Linked DNA regions of Arabidopsis thaliana: region 2 is linked to region 1. A link is a contact called in public ChIA-PET data. All regions are on one chromosome and are shown on one strand. The core of a region is the stretch at or near the end of the contact, and the rest is flanking DNA. Distances in the headings are between cores, read along the strand shown.

Region 1 (7,195 bases), core at 2,351-4,850:
ATATATATATGTATTTGTTTCTCAATTATTATAGTTTTTTTTTGGTATGCTATTTATTTTTATGACAGATGATTTGGTCGTTACAAAAAAAAAGACAGATGATTTGATACCATATTCATTTCATGTCTTCCACCAGAAGGAGAAATCAATGAGAGAACTTGATTGCAATCCATTAAAAAAAAAAAAAAATCGTTTAGCTGAAATAATCATAAATTGATAATTCTTAATCTAATTACTGTTTATACAATAAAATTTTCAAAAAGAGTACGTATACGAAGCTTGGCAAAGATGTTTAGGAGTTGCTCTTCGTTACATGGAACCAGGGCCGGCTCATTAAAATTTAGGACCCTGAGCTGAAAAAGGAAAATTGGTCATTTTCTTCTATGTTTTTGGAACTAAAATTTTTTGGACCCTATTTTCTTTAGAAAAATACAAAAAAAGGGAATAGACCCTGTGCTATGGCACCTTTAGCACATGAAATAAACGAATGCAACAAAAATAAATGATTATCTATTACAGTAAAAACTCGTCACAACAGTAATGATCAACACCAAAAGTGATAGTAATCAACTTCTCAAGTCTTAACCGTCTGTATTTGGTAAAATCTATATCAGTGAACGAGGAAAATTGCATTTATACATCAATTATTCTGTCGGGTATTACTAGTACTACTAATAATATCATATGATTAATGTTTAAAGAATATAGTGTTTGTGTATTAAACATAGTTGTTATTTAGCGTAACCAACACATATGTGTCTGTTGTTATACGTACATTTTGATTACTCTTAATTAATATTAGAAAGTATAATGTAAATGGTTTTATAAATCGAAAAGACACCTGGTCAATATTTATGCTTGCTCGGTATCATTGTTTTCATTATTATTTACCCAAATCTTATGTGGTGTATCAAATCTAAGGTGATTAAGTAAATCACAAACAATACAATGTATCCGCGAACGAAAAATCATAAATAATACGTAGTTGGCAAAGAAAAAACACGATAATACGTGTATTATGAACTAATGGTGATTCGTTCAGATTTGCAGGTCGATGAATTCTCATGCACATATACAATAATTAGATCACATATAACAAACATTGTGCAATCGATATCATAAACACAGATTTGCGATTCATGCACGTATAACTCTTATAAAAAAATCTAAGCTAGTATACAATTGTTTGACGTATATAACCCAAACGATTCAAATATGCTCAGACCAAATCAATGTCGTATATGTTCAAAACTCACGCACCAGAACGATCTAGCTCCACAACACACTTTGAATCTTTGATCATTATAACCTCATCCATCTATAGTTCTATTATTCTATAATCTATACCATACAGCTCCATAAGAATAACATGACTATCTAGATCGTCATTAATGGCTGTTTGTGTATAGCATTTTTGCTAAAATGTTTTTAGTTCATAACCTTCAATTCTGAAAGTGCGACTTTTGCCAAAGAAAACCTATATCGTAATTTAAAAAAAAACAAAAATATAAATTCGATTTTGACACCTTGAAAACTATATATTACGAGGTGTACGACTACGAGTAACTAGTAATTGACTTTTTATAGGGGAGTGATGTTTGCTAGAAATTGTGGAAAAGTTATGGATATTTGAGTTATCACTGAAAAATATGTTTATAAAAAATGGAGAAGACTTAAAATATAACATTTTTAAAAATATTATGTACAGAAACAAAACCATGGTTTTGCATGGAAGAAATAACAAAATTAATATGAACCCAAAAAAAAAAAAAAAAAAAAAGTGAATTTAATGATAAATAGTTAAAGAAAGTGACGTAACATGACAATATAACATGTAACAAATGGATAGAGATGAAATTAAAAAAAACGGATCCGTAAAAACGGCCGTCAAGATGAAGGAAGCAGACTCGGTCCCTACCGTTTTAGATCTAATAATAATAGGACACGTGTTCAAATCTCATGAATTTTAGTAGAGACCACAAAAGTTCCAACCGCGTATAGTTATTGAAAGCTATATTGTGGGACCCATTAACACGTGGATCCATCACGTGCTGTCAGTTTGAGTTTCCTGAAGGATACAAATGAATATATTCTTTTCTTTTTAATACAGTTGATAGAAAGAGGCCGTTAATGACGGCGTTAAGCAATGTAACGGGAATCTCTTTGAATGATTTGACGTCGACGGACGCCGGCTGTTATGCTTAAAAACGGGTTTTCTTGTCACACCATTTTTTTTGCCTTTAATTAATTGTATTTCGAGCTATGAATGCTTAGTAATATTACACTATTAGGTTTTGTTTGCTTGATGATTTTTTTATATAGTCGGAACTTTAATATTGTCATCAAATATCATTAAATTTAATGTTTTCATTCGTGTTTTATTTAGTTTTTGTTGTTTTCGTAAGTTTTAAGTGGCTAGTTATATTTTTTATTTAGACTTTGACAGTAACAGTAGATTAGCATAAGCCTAAGTTAACTTTGTCAAGTTAAAAAGATCGAAGATACAACATCTGAAATCTCGATATATATTTATTATTATTATGAAAGCTTTTAAAATTATATGCATCTTGGAAATTAGAAGAAAAAATATGACCTAATTAACGTTTAATACTTGAAAGTTACTTCTATAAAAGAGAACTCGAAAATTGAAAATACATTGGTCCGATGATTTTTCAATACCCAATTATAGAATCCCTTTTAGAGATTTTTTTTTGTACATAAACTGAACCTGTAGGACTTAAAGTTACTGTAAAATTACTAGTACTGTACTTTTGTTAAAACCAAAATTTACTATTCTTTTATCTGATCATACGCAATTTTAGATTTATGTTTTCGATGGCTGAGCTTCAAACAACTTGTTGGAAAAAATAAAATAATAATCTCTTACAATTCAAAATGTGATTATATATCATTATTTTTTTACATCCAAGACATATGGTTAAATTATTATTACCATAAAGAAACTGGGAAGTAAAACAGTATCATGCTATCATGAAGTGAGTTCAGCTTTTTAAGTTGAATTTAATTATCCTCTGAAAAAGAGCATCTTCAGTTCTTCCATCAAAAGAATCAACTAAAAAGCCCTAAATCTCCTATTTTATAGATTTGACAAAAGTTTAATGATTCTCTTAGACTTGTAATTACTTTCTTCATCAATTAAACTAAAATTATTATATAGTTAAAAAAACAAACTCATAATATATCTATTCAGTAGATCCACAATTTTTTATATTACTCCATCAGATCTTGTAAATCAAAACAAAAAAATACACATCACAATGAATGTAAATATCACTTCAAATATACAGAAATTCTAAATGTTTTTACACACTTTATTTTTTTTTACGTATATGAAAATAAAAATAAAATTAGTAATGTGTGTTGTAATTTCACAGCCTTATCACTTTAGATGTGTATGTATGTTACTCTTTCTGGTACATTATTCATTGGTCGTCGAGCCCCATCACCACCATTCTTTTTCTTTTCTTTTTTTAATTTTCATCCAGAATAAATATCTTTTTATTTTAATAAATTTATATTTTCTGGTAAATAAAATAAATATTTTTTGAGAAATTTTTTTATTATTATTTTGAGAAATTATTATTATTAGTTCTGGTATGAATGATGATTGAAGTGGTAGTAGCAGTGAAAAACAAAAGCAATCCAATCCCAAACCCATTTGCTCTTAAGATTCTTCACATAGAGAAGTCACATGTTCCTTCTTCTTCTTCCTTCATCATCCCCAAACACACACAAACTAAAAAAAAGGCAAAACCCTAGATCCAAGATCAGACCTAATCTAATCGAAACTCATAGCTGAAAAATGAAGAGAGATCATCACCAATTCCAAGGTCGATTGTCCAACCACGGGACTTCTTCTTCATCATCATCAATCTCTAAAGATAAGATGATGATGGTGAAAAAAGAAGAAGACGGTGGAGGTAACATGGACGACGAGCTTCTCGCTGTTTTAGGTTACAAAGTTAGGTCATCGGAGATGGCGGAGGTTGCTTTGAAACTCGAACAATTAGAGACGATGATGAGTAATGTTCAAGAAGATGGTTTATCTCATCTCGCGACGGATACTGTTCATTATAATCCGTCGGAGCTTTATTCTTGGCTTGATAATATGCTCTCTGAGCTTAATCCTCCTCCTCTTCCGGCGAGTTCTAACGGTTTAGATCCGGTTCTTCCTTCGCCGGAGATTTGTGGTTTTCCGGCTTCGGATTATGACCTTAAAGTCATTCCCGGAAACGCGATTTATCAGTTTCCGGCGATTGATTCTTCGTCTTCGTCGAATAATCAGAACAAGCGTTTGAAATCATGCTCGAGTCCTGATTCTATGGTTACATCGACTTCGACGGGTACGCAGATTGGTGGAGTCATAGGAACGACGGTGACGACAACCACCACGACAACGACGGCGGCGGGTGAGTCAACTCGTTCTGTTATCCTGGTTGACTCGCAAGAGAACGGTGTTCGTTTAGTCCACGCGCTTATGGCTTGTGCAGAAGCAATCCAGCAGAACAATTTGACTCTAGCGGAAGCTCTTGTGAAGCAAATCGGATGCTTAGCTGTGTCTCAAGCCGGAGCTATGAGAAAAGTGGCTACTTACTTCGCCGAAGCTTTAGCGCGGCGGATCTACCGTCTCTCTCCGCCGCAGAATCAGATCGATCATTGTCTCTCCGATACTCTTCAGATGCACTTTTACGAGACTTGTCCTTATCTTAAATTCGCTCACTTCACGGCGAACCAAGCGATTCTCGAAGCTTTTGAAGGTAAGAAGAGAGTACACGTCATTGATTTCTCGATGAACCAAGGTCTTCAATGGCCTGCACTTATGCAAGCTCTTGCGCTTCGAGAAGGAGGTCCTCCAACTTTCCGGTTAACCGGAATTGGTCCACCGGCGCCGGATAATTCTGATCATCTTCATGAAGTTGGTTGTAAATTAGCTCAGCTTGCGGAGGCGATTCACGTAGAATTCGAATACCGTGGATTCGTTGCTAACAGCTTAGCCGATCTCGATGCTTCGATGCTTGAGCTTAGACCGAGCGATACGGAAGCTGTTGCGGTGAACTCTGTTTTTGAGCTACATAAGCTCTTAGGTCGTCCCGGTGGGATAGAGAAAGTTCTCGGCGTTGTGAAACAGATTAAACCGGTGATTTTCACGGTGGTTGAGCAAGAATCGAACCATAACGGACCGGTTTTCTTAGACCGGTTTACTGAATCGTTACATTATTATTCGACTCTGTTTGATTCGTTGGAAGGAGTTCCGAATAGTCAAGACAAAGTCATGTCTGAAGTTTACTTAGGGAAACAGATTTGTAATCTGGTGGCTTGTGAAGGTCCTGACAGAGTCGAGAGACACGAAACGTTGAGTCAATGGGGAAACCGGTTTGGTTCGTCCGGTTTAGCGCCGGCACATCTTGGGTCTAACGCGTTTAAGCAAGCGAGTATGCTTTTGTCTGTGTTTAATAGTGGCCAAGGTTATCGTGTGGAGGAGAGTAATGGATGTTTGATGTTGGGTTGGCACACTCGTCCACTCATTACCACCTCCGCTTGGAAACTCTCGACGGCGGCGTACTGAGTTTGACTCGAAGCATACGACGGTGGTGGAGTCGAGTCGAGTGAATTTGAGATTGAGATCAGTGGACCGGTGATGACATATGTTCGGACCAAGACCTAAACCGAACTGAATCGAACCGTTTTGCCTTTTGTTTATTTTATTTATTTTCGTTCACTTGTTTAAAATTCTTATATATATCGTTTTGGTAGGTCATTTTTAATTTATGCCTTTTTGGGATCAATTTTTAATAGGCTGAGTTTGTATTTATTAATAAATTATCTTTATGAATTTTAAACTAAAACTATGTTTTAATCTCATTTAAAAAAAAATTAATATCAAGTTTTATTAATCTCAATTTCTTGGCAAAATAATTTTTTTTTATCGACTTCACTAAGTATGAACAGTAATAAACTAATAATTAGTGAATTTAGATATTTCTAATTTGTTAATGAGGTTTATTTTATAAAGTAAAGTTGAGAAAGAGAAAGGGATGATAGTGAGTTATAACTATTGTTACAAAGAGTACTAACTACTAAGCGATAATTTCATGAAAAAGGTTTTGATACTTTTTTTAGTGGAGTGTGATTTAACAATTTTGGCTCATATTTTTAACTAATTTCTCATTGGCTGTAATCATATCGAAAAGCCAAAGTTTATGAATTGTGGTGAAGAATATAGTAAATATTTATTTAGATCGACACATCAACTTTTAGATCCGATGTTTTAATCTTTAGAAATGTTTAGTATTTTCTAATTGCAGGCGTATGTAACTTATTAATGTTAAACAAACCCTCGTGTAGTCTCGTAGACTCTCATAGGAGATATATATTAAAGTCTATAACCTGGTCTAGATGTATAGTTTATGTGTAATTAGTACATGATATTTTTATAAACCGCCGGAACAACTTTTGAAATAAGATAATCTCCTAAGTATTTTAAATGAGCTCGAATTATTTTTAGTTAGAGGATTATTATAATTAAGGTTCCAGAAATTAGTAGAAGCTCAGTCTTAAAAGTATTGAACCGACCTATCAAAAATTTAAATCAATAATCTCAGTTTTTTTTTGCCATATACATTTATTATTTATTATAAATTATGAAAATTGTTACATAGACGATTTTACTACGAACAATTTTTTCTAATCTTTATTAGATTCACGATAGACCACACATTATTCTTCTTCTTCATGTGATTGATGGACACTTTCAATATCTTCTCTGTGTAAAATCTTAACGAATGGTTAGAATTGTATTTTGTTGTAGATCTCTTGCATACTTACCTCCATTAATCTGCAAATTTGCTAATATATCGCAGTAATTGAAATTCAAACCTCTACTTTTTGGTATAGAAACATTAATGAACCCTTCGTCAATTATTGGACCAAAGGAGCTTCCACTAATCTTGATTAATAATGAATAATAATCCACATTTTTTAATCACTGATGTAGAATTATTAATCTTATCTTATAAAAATGCGATTTTAATTAGATACAAAAGAAAGGTCCCACATGCATGAAATGCTTTTTAACCACCAAGTTGCCAACTTGCATGTGTATGTTCAAATTCTCCATTGACCCACGCTTGATTTTAAACAAATATTTCTTTCATATCGAGTTTCAAGTTTTTTA
Region 2 (7,195 bases), core at 2,866-5,365, 41 kb before region 1:
TTTTGAAGCAACTAAAATTCAAATCAAATTCTAGAAAGTCGTTTTCCTTCTTCTCGATATTCTTATGGTTTTCTAATTTAAAATGCATGGAATCGTAGAAAGTATTCCAAAATTCAATGTTAATTCTAGAAGAAAACTTTAATCGGCAAATTAAAATTCTTTAATAAATCGTTAGTTTTCTAGAGACTGCAAATAATATTTCTAGAAGAAGAATAAAAGAAACTCATAAAGTCATAATAAACAAAGCCGAATCCAAATATATATTTTACATAACAACTACACCAAATTATTTTGGAAGAACATTTATATGAAGTATACTTATTAGGGAAAAAACAATTATGCTTATTTCATATACGTCGATGTTCCAAATGTTTTTATTGCTTTATATGGTTAGATATTTTATGAATTTCTATGTAAACTTTTAATTGGGTTTTTAAATATACATCTCTAGCTATATTGTTGCATGTAAACAAAATGATGTTTTTAATTAAAGTGTGGGAAAAAACAGAAGAGAAATAAGTAATTTCTTTTTAGAAGAGGAGTATAAAACATATATGCATATGGGGTTAATTTTCCAACATGATAAGATAGCATCAAAAATTACTATAACGAAAAAAGAACTAAAGATACGAAATAGCAACAAAAATACTAAAAATATGAAAAAATAAAATTACCATAAAAACTAGTGTACACAAAGGTCAAAATCTTATTTACATTTGTAATTAGGATCTATATTTCAAAAAATTGAACATGGACCATAATTGTTTTTGCTATTTTTGAGCTGGCCTGTTTTTGCTATTGGTAAATGGTGGTTTAGTTAATTATTGCATAACAAATTGAACTTGCATCTTTAAGTTCGGTGCGAAAACTTAGATTATTCAGAAATATGTTTTTTTTTAAATCGAAAATAAAAATAAATTAATTATAATGCCATATTGTCGATCTATAATCCCATGATACCCTCGTGGTCGTGTCTATTTCCTAATTTTTAGGAAATTATTCTCATATCCATAATTTCAGCCAAAAATAAGAATTCAATTATATTTTGCTAAATATTCCAACAAACAAATGTGTTTGTAATAAAGTCGCATGGAATCCATATATATTAGGGCAAGCAAAAAATGAGAATGATATTAATCTTTATAAAAAAAAGACATCAAATGATCATTGATTAATGATTATTAAGACTATTTTCTGTCCATGTAAATTTGTAAGCGAGTGTCTTAATGTCTTTGTGGCTGAGAGAAACATATTGTGCGGCGGTATCTCTATCTCTGACCAATTATATTCCATTTATGGTTGTCATAGTTTATCCAGAGAAGTAGCTTCGAATTTGATTATGTTTTTCGTATTTTGTAGACACACAATTTAACCGGTAACAAAATATTTCGGCGTGTGTTTTGGATTGGCATATTAGAATTTTCGCATAGCTATAAAGTTTTGAATAGTATTACACTTTTAGTTATCCATCACCAAGTGGGGCTCTTCTAATCTACTTGCCATTTGTAGTAACATAATTTAATGATTTGATGTGCGTCGTTTGTCTTATATTTAGCCTGATATTGTGAAAAAGAATAAATTATTCCTCAAACTTATCTATATATATAGCAAACCAATATAATATTATATCGTTAAAAATTGTTATATAGACGATTAATAAGCTTAATGAATATGATTAATTGAAACTTTGACAATTTTGAATTATATATTTTTAGTTATTATTAGAACACAGAAGAACCATGATGCGTAATATAGGTCATTATTATGCGTTAAGTTTCATGTGTCGTGATGAAAGAAAATCCTTTTTGGGTGACTAAAGAGGAAAGATTCTAAATCGGTGGCTAAAATGTAATTATGATGGTTGAACCATTAAAACAATTCATATCGACACATTTGCAGGAAGGTTTCATATTCGATAATTCTAACTTCTTCTTTCTTATGCACCCGATTAGTCTAACTTACAATAATAGTTTTATCTAGAAATTCATTGAACCTTTATGGTGCATTTAGTTTATATGTCTATGTTATTATACCTACTCAACCATGAAGATTGTTTGTTTTCGTATTTTTCTACGATCTGATTTGACAATTAGACTTACAAAATTATCAACTAAATAGAAGCTTTGTTCAAAAAATCGGATAGAGTCCGCAGCGATTTTGTCCAAATCAGAAAGATTAATCGTTTATCCGATTTTTGTCCGTATAGATCCGCTAGACCCGCTTAATATATATATATATATATATATATATATATATATATAAGTTTTATATTAAAATATCCAACTTATATTCGTAATTTATATGAAAAATTATAAATTTGAACCTAAAACCTTATTTTCATATGTCTAATATTATTTTAAAAATAATATTATATAAATTTCTTAATTATAATGGATTAATATGTTTTAAAAATATTAAACAACCCTAAAACTAATCCACGATTAATCCCCCTATAATCTCCTATTTTCCTGCTAGACGCTATGTCCACTCTCACCACCCGAGTAGCACCTAGCGATTTTTTGAACAAGGAATAGAAGTAATGAGAACATTAAATTGTTTATCAATTTGAAGTAACCACATTAGGTTTTAGTTTAAGTGAACTAAAGGCATCGGTAGGTCCTATTTTTGTGTCGTATTGTATGTTCCATGCATGATGCATGGGGCTATATATATCGTAGTCAAACAAGAACCTAATATAATCAAATTCGACCCATGAGGTTGGTATATAATAGGGAGCAAAAATATGAATCTTCTTGGATTAAAAACCGGTCCAAACCACGCCTTATACATTAGGAGTTTTATATTGAATAAAACGATCGGATTACTTGTAATATATGCAACGACTGCATCACTCTCAGGTAAGAAAAAAACGTAGATACATCGAACATACATCAAACGCAGACGCGTTCACTAACCGCGATTCAAACACGCACTTGATCGATCTAGGACATAGGTTAGGAGGCGTCGACTCACGTGACCATGTCTCTTCCAAAGTCAACATAAATGTGCCGCGTAAGGATAGAGACTACTTTTGTTGTTGTTTTACTACGTTTCTAATTTTATACTAAATTTTACGTGTTTAATTATTAACCTAATGGCTAAATGTCTCTAGTTATTAACCAATTAAACCCTACAAATCGAGAGACCACGAAACGACAGAGAAACCCCTTAAACACTTTGACAGAGACAACGTCCAATTATTAATTACGTTGAATTATTGGCCTTTATGCCTTAAATTGATTCTCTTACTACTTCTTAATTTTGTTGACCTACCAATATATATTTACAAAGTTGTATCATCGGGCGTTTAATGTTGAAACCCATGCTACTATTATTAATCTGCACTACCACGTAAATTTTGCAGTAAGAGCTAATGAAACAAAAAAAAATACTATTGACTAATAAGTAATAAATGACCATAGCTCAATTTGTTTACTAAATACCTCAACTTGTAGCATTATTCTATAGAGTATCATATAGTGTTAAAAGTGTACTGATGCACGCAAATATGTCGTTAAGTTAAATGATACACAGAAAAATTGCTCCACACTTGCAATACGAAGTGTTTTTTAATTATAATCCAAAATTTTGTTGGTTTGTCCTCATTATTTAATATCTAACACTTGTTATTTGGGTCTACACCCGAAATTTACAAACTAATCGAATTATTTCCCATATGAATTATAAAATATATATGATGGAAATAAGCAATTAAGCATGATCAAATCATCATCATATTTGGATTTATTAAGGGATAGACATAAACTTTAAACTAAATTTCCGAGTATATAAAACACTAAAGTATAAAATCAGATCCGTGTGCTGAAATTATTATTTGTGAAACAAAATTGATATTTTAATGAATAATGATGTAATAAAGGTTTTTTTTTTTTGTTAAAGATGTAATAAAGGTTATGAGATGAGATCATTGATAATTTGATAAACATATGTCTACAATATTTAACATAAATTAACTAAAAATGGATATGATAGAGAAGGGATAAATTTATAATTTATATTTACGAAATGAGATAAATTTAGACTTGTAGCTATGCTTATTGGTACTTAAAATTAACATACATTTTTCTTTTAAAAAACCCCAACATTAGCTTTAGCTTCTCGACCAATGATGAAAATTCCAAGAAAAGAAAGAAACATTCATAATTGTTTTTTTTTCAAACAAAAAAAAAGAGCGGCCGTTTTATTATAAAAAGAAGATAAGCTATTGGAGGTTGATACAACGCTTTTTGTCTCATCTCCTTCTTCTTCTCCTTCTCAAATCTTTTTTTTCAGGCGTAACGAATCGAATCATAAACACTTACGCAGAAACAAAAACTAAACTTTGGATCTTTTAACCGACCATAGAGATTCGTGGGTTCTTCTTAGTTTCGACAGATTCTTGATCCGTTTTAGTTGTTACGCTCATCTTTGCTTTTATACATCAGACCCTTCTCTTCTCTTCCTTCTTTATCTAAGAAACATTAGGGTTCTTTGAAATCTTGCTAAAAAAAATGGGTGTTGAGAAAATGGTGTGTTTAGCTTCTCGTACGGGTCGTCAGTTTCAGAGATACAACAAAGGTCGTCGTCAAGTCGTTGGGTACGTTCTTCTTCATATACATACATATAGATCTGATCTCACATATTTTACCCAAAAAAGTTGAGTTTCTAAAATGGTAAATTTTTGGGGAAATTTTGCAGATGTGTTCCTTACAGATTCAAGCTATCTAATGATGGTAAAATAAGTGATGAAGTAGAAGTTCTTGTTATCTCTTCCCAAAAAGGCCACGCCTTAATGTTCCCCAAGGTATTATAATCATCTTCTTATAAATATTAAAGTTTGATGAGCTAGATTTGAAATTTCATAGATATTGATTGTGATTTTTTACAAATAAATTTCAGGGTGGTTGGGAGCTTGATGAATCTGTAGAAGAAGCTGCATCAAGAGAATGTCTTGAAGAAGCTGGAGTTCTTGGCAACGTTGAGGTATTTTAAAGTTAAAATCTTTTTGTTGTTATGTTTTGTTTGATATTTGTTGTATTGTTTTGTTCTTAATTTTGTTTGGTTTTGATTATTTCAGCACCAACTTGGAAAATGGGATTTTTTAAGCAAAAGCAGAGGAACATACTATGAAGGACTAATGTTCCCTATGCTTGTTACAGAACAACTTGAGCTTTGGCCTGAACAACATGTTAGGCAAAGAATCTGGGTCAGTAGCTAAATAAAACTATGTTTTCTTTAGATATTTTGTAACATATCTAGTGTTTTACTGATTGATATGAATTTATTGGGGACAACAGATGAATGTAACCGAAGCAAGAGAAGCTTGTAGAGATTGGTGGATGAAAGAAGCATTAGATGTTTTGGTTGAGAGACTTTCATCACCAATGAATCAACCAAAGGAAGAGAAGACTATGTCAATCTCTATTGAAACAATGTGTTGATGATGAAGCTGATGATTGCTAAATTGCTGATTGTTGATGGGAGTTTTTATGAGCTAATATGGATCTCTGTAGGTATTAAATAGATGGGTCTCAATTAGTTATTGAGACGGCTAAAAAAATCTATTTCGAAAAGCCGATGCAGAGAGCATGGACAAAGAAAAAGATGGTAGAGTTTTAAGTTTTGGATCAGAAAGATTAACATCATGTGATTTAAGAAGTCTTGTGTTTGTGTTTATAATGTTTCTGCAAGAACTTCTTAAGATATGATTAAGAGGGAAGATGATAAACTTAGAGTGCAAGCAAAACCTGTATAATTGTGTTTCCCTCTGTTTATTTTTCCTCTCTCTTTGAATTTGCAATGGAGACATTTGATTTCATCATGATGCTTTTGTGATTCAGAGATACTTAAATTATGCAAGTAGATGATACGTGGCGTGATGTGATTGATTTACAAGAAACAAAGCAAGAATAAGTTACTCTAATCATATGAAAAAAAAAACATGTCATTTTCAAAATTTATTATGAAAATATAAAATAATGTTGATGACGAGTCATCATCATCAAAATTGGCTTTATCTTTTGGAAAATCTTTGGTTCACATTTTGAGTAACTTGTTTTTTCCCAGCTACCTACCTATTCATTGTCACCAACCAACATCTTAGCCATGTAGTTAGATGGTATTAATTACTATTATTATCATAACAAGATTGTTTGCTTAAAAAAAAAAACTTAAGGTCGTAATAAAAAAAAAACAATATTTGGTAGTGTTGATTTTAGTCCCATTAATTTTGGGAAAATGTGAAAAATCCATGACTTAAACTTAACTACATAGGTTTGCCCAAATAAATAAAAACTTAACTCTATTTCTGGAAGCCTCTTTGGTCTAGTGGTTGACAAAGAGTTTTGATTAATTCTTATGTTTTATTAGTTCATTTGAAGAATTAAATTAGTTATATTTTTATTTTCATTTTAATAGCAGCTAATTTGTTCTTTTTACTAATATAACATATGTAAAGAAGTAATTTATCACATTTTTCTAATAAATATTTTTAAAATTTTGTATATTGAATTATTTATGTTTCTGTTCGTTAAAGCTTTTTCGTTACTAGTCATTTTTAATATTCATTCACATATTTGCTTTAATTTTATCAAATTGATGAGTTTTGAATAAAATTTGGATTGTGCCATGTCGTGAGTCTGTGATCAGCTCCATTTGGGTGAGGCTTGTTATTTAAATTTGGGCATATTCACATGAATCAAAGTCATATAAAGTTTTCTTATTTATTTCCCAAACAATGAATCAACAGAGAAATGTTTTTAAATTACATAGGATTAAACGATGCCATTCGCTGGTGGGCTGTCGTGGCCTCTTCCTCTATGACTTGGCCCACTATCGTTTATGGATTCTACTGTCGCCTCCATTCCAAAATACATTTCGGCTATCACAAAAAGATTTTGTACGTAGTGAGAAATATACAATTAATTATAATATTCATATGCTACCTTCAAATTAAAGTTGAAAAAGAAGAGATGAACCCATTGTATAGATTGGGGATACTTTAAATCTTTGAAAGAAAAAAATATAAATTGTGTTTTGAATAATAACATAAGCATTAATAATAAGAAAATGTGAATTAGGTTCTTATGAGGTAAGATCGTATTACCAGGGGAAATACGGCTAGGAACAGTATATGAAATGTCATCTTTCATCGCCATATTAAGGTTCTGGTTCATCATTTCCGCCGATTGCAACC

The links. ChIA-PET counts read pairs in DNA pulled down with a chosen protein or histone mark.
Region 2: a contact with region 1 is called in an H3K4me3 ChIA-PET map of shoot, with 10 read pairs. The contact joins the promoter of NUDT17 here to the promoter of RGA1 in region 1. A contact is called at or near these places in 6 of 26 Hi-C or Micro-C datasets (leaf, root, seed embryo and 2 more) and 1 of 2 datasets of contacts at active chromatin or transcription factors (shoot).

Annotation. Positions count from the first base shown.
Region 1 is chr2:253,973-261,167 of TAIR10.1, reverse strand. RGA1 (GRAS family transcription factor family protein) reads left to right here and starts at 3,600. Exons shown (of 1, transcript NM_126218.3): 1 at 3,600-5,921. The coding sequence starts at 3,824. The coding sequence ends at 5,587. It overlaps AT2G04015 (a long non-coding RNA gene), which reads right to left and starts at 2,170. Exons shown (of 1, transcript NR_139982.1): 1 at 1,843-2,170.
Region 2 is chr2:295,135-302,329 of TAIR10.1, reverse strand. NUDT17 (nudix hydrolase homolog 17) reads left to right here and starts at 4,115. Exons shown (of 5, transcript NM_126228.5): 1 at 4,115-4,597; 2 at 4,699-4,804; 3 at 4,900-4,983; 4 at 5,078-5,206; 5 at 5,298-5,965. The coding sequence starts at 4,512. The coding sequence ends at 5,441. It overlaps AT2G01667, which reads right to left and starts at 6,875. Exons shown (of 1, transcript NM_001124777.1): 1 at 6,774-6,875. The coding sequence starts at 6,875. The coding sequence ends at 6,774.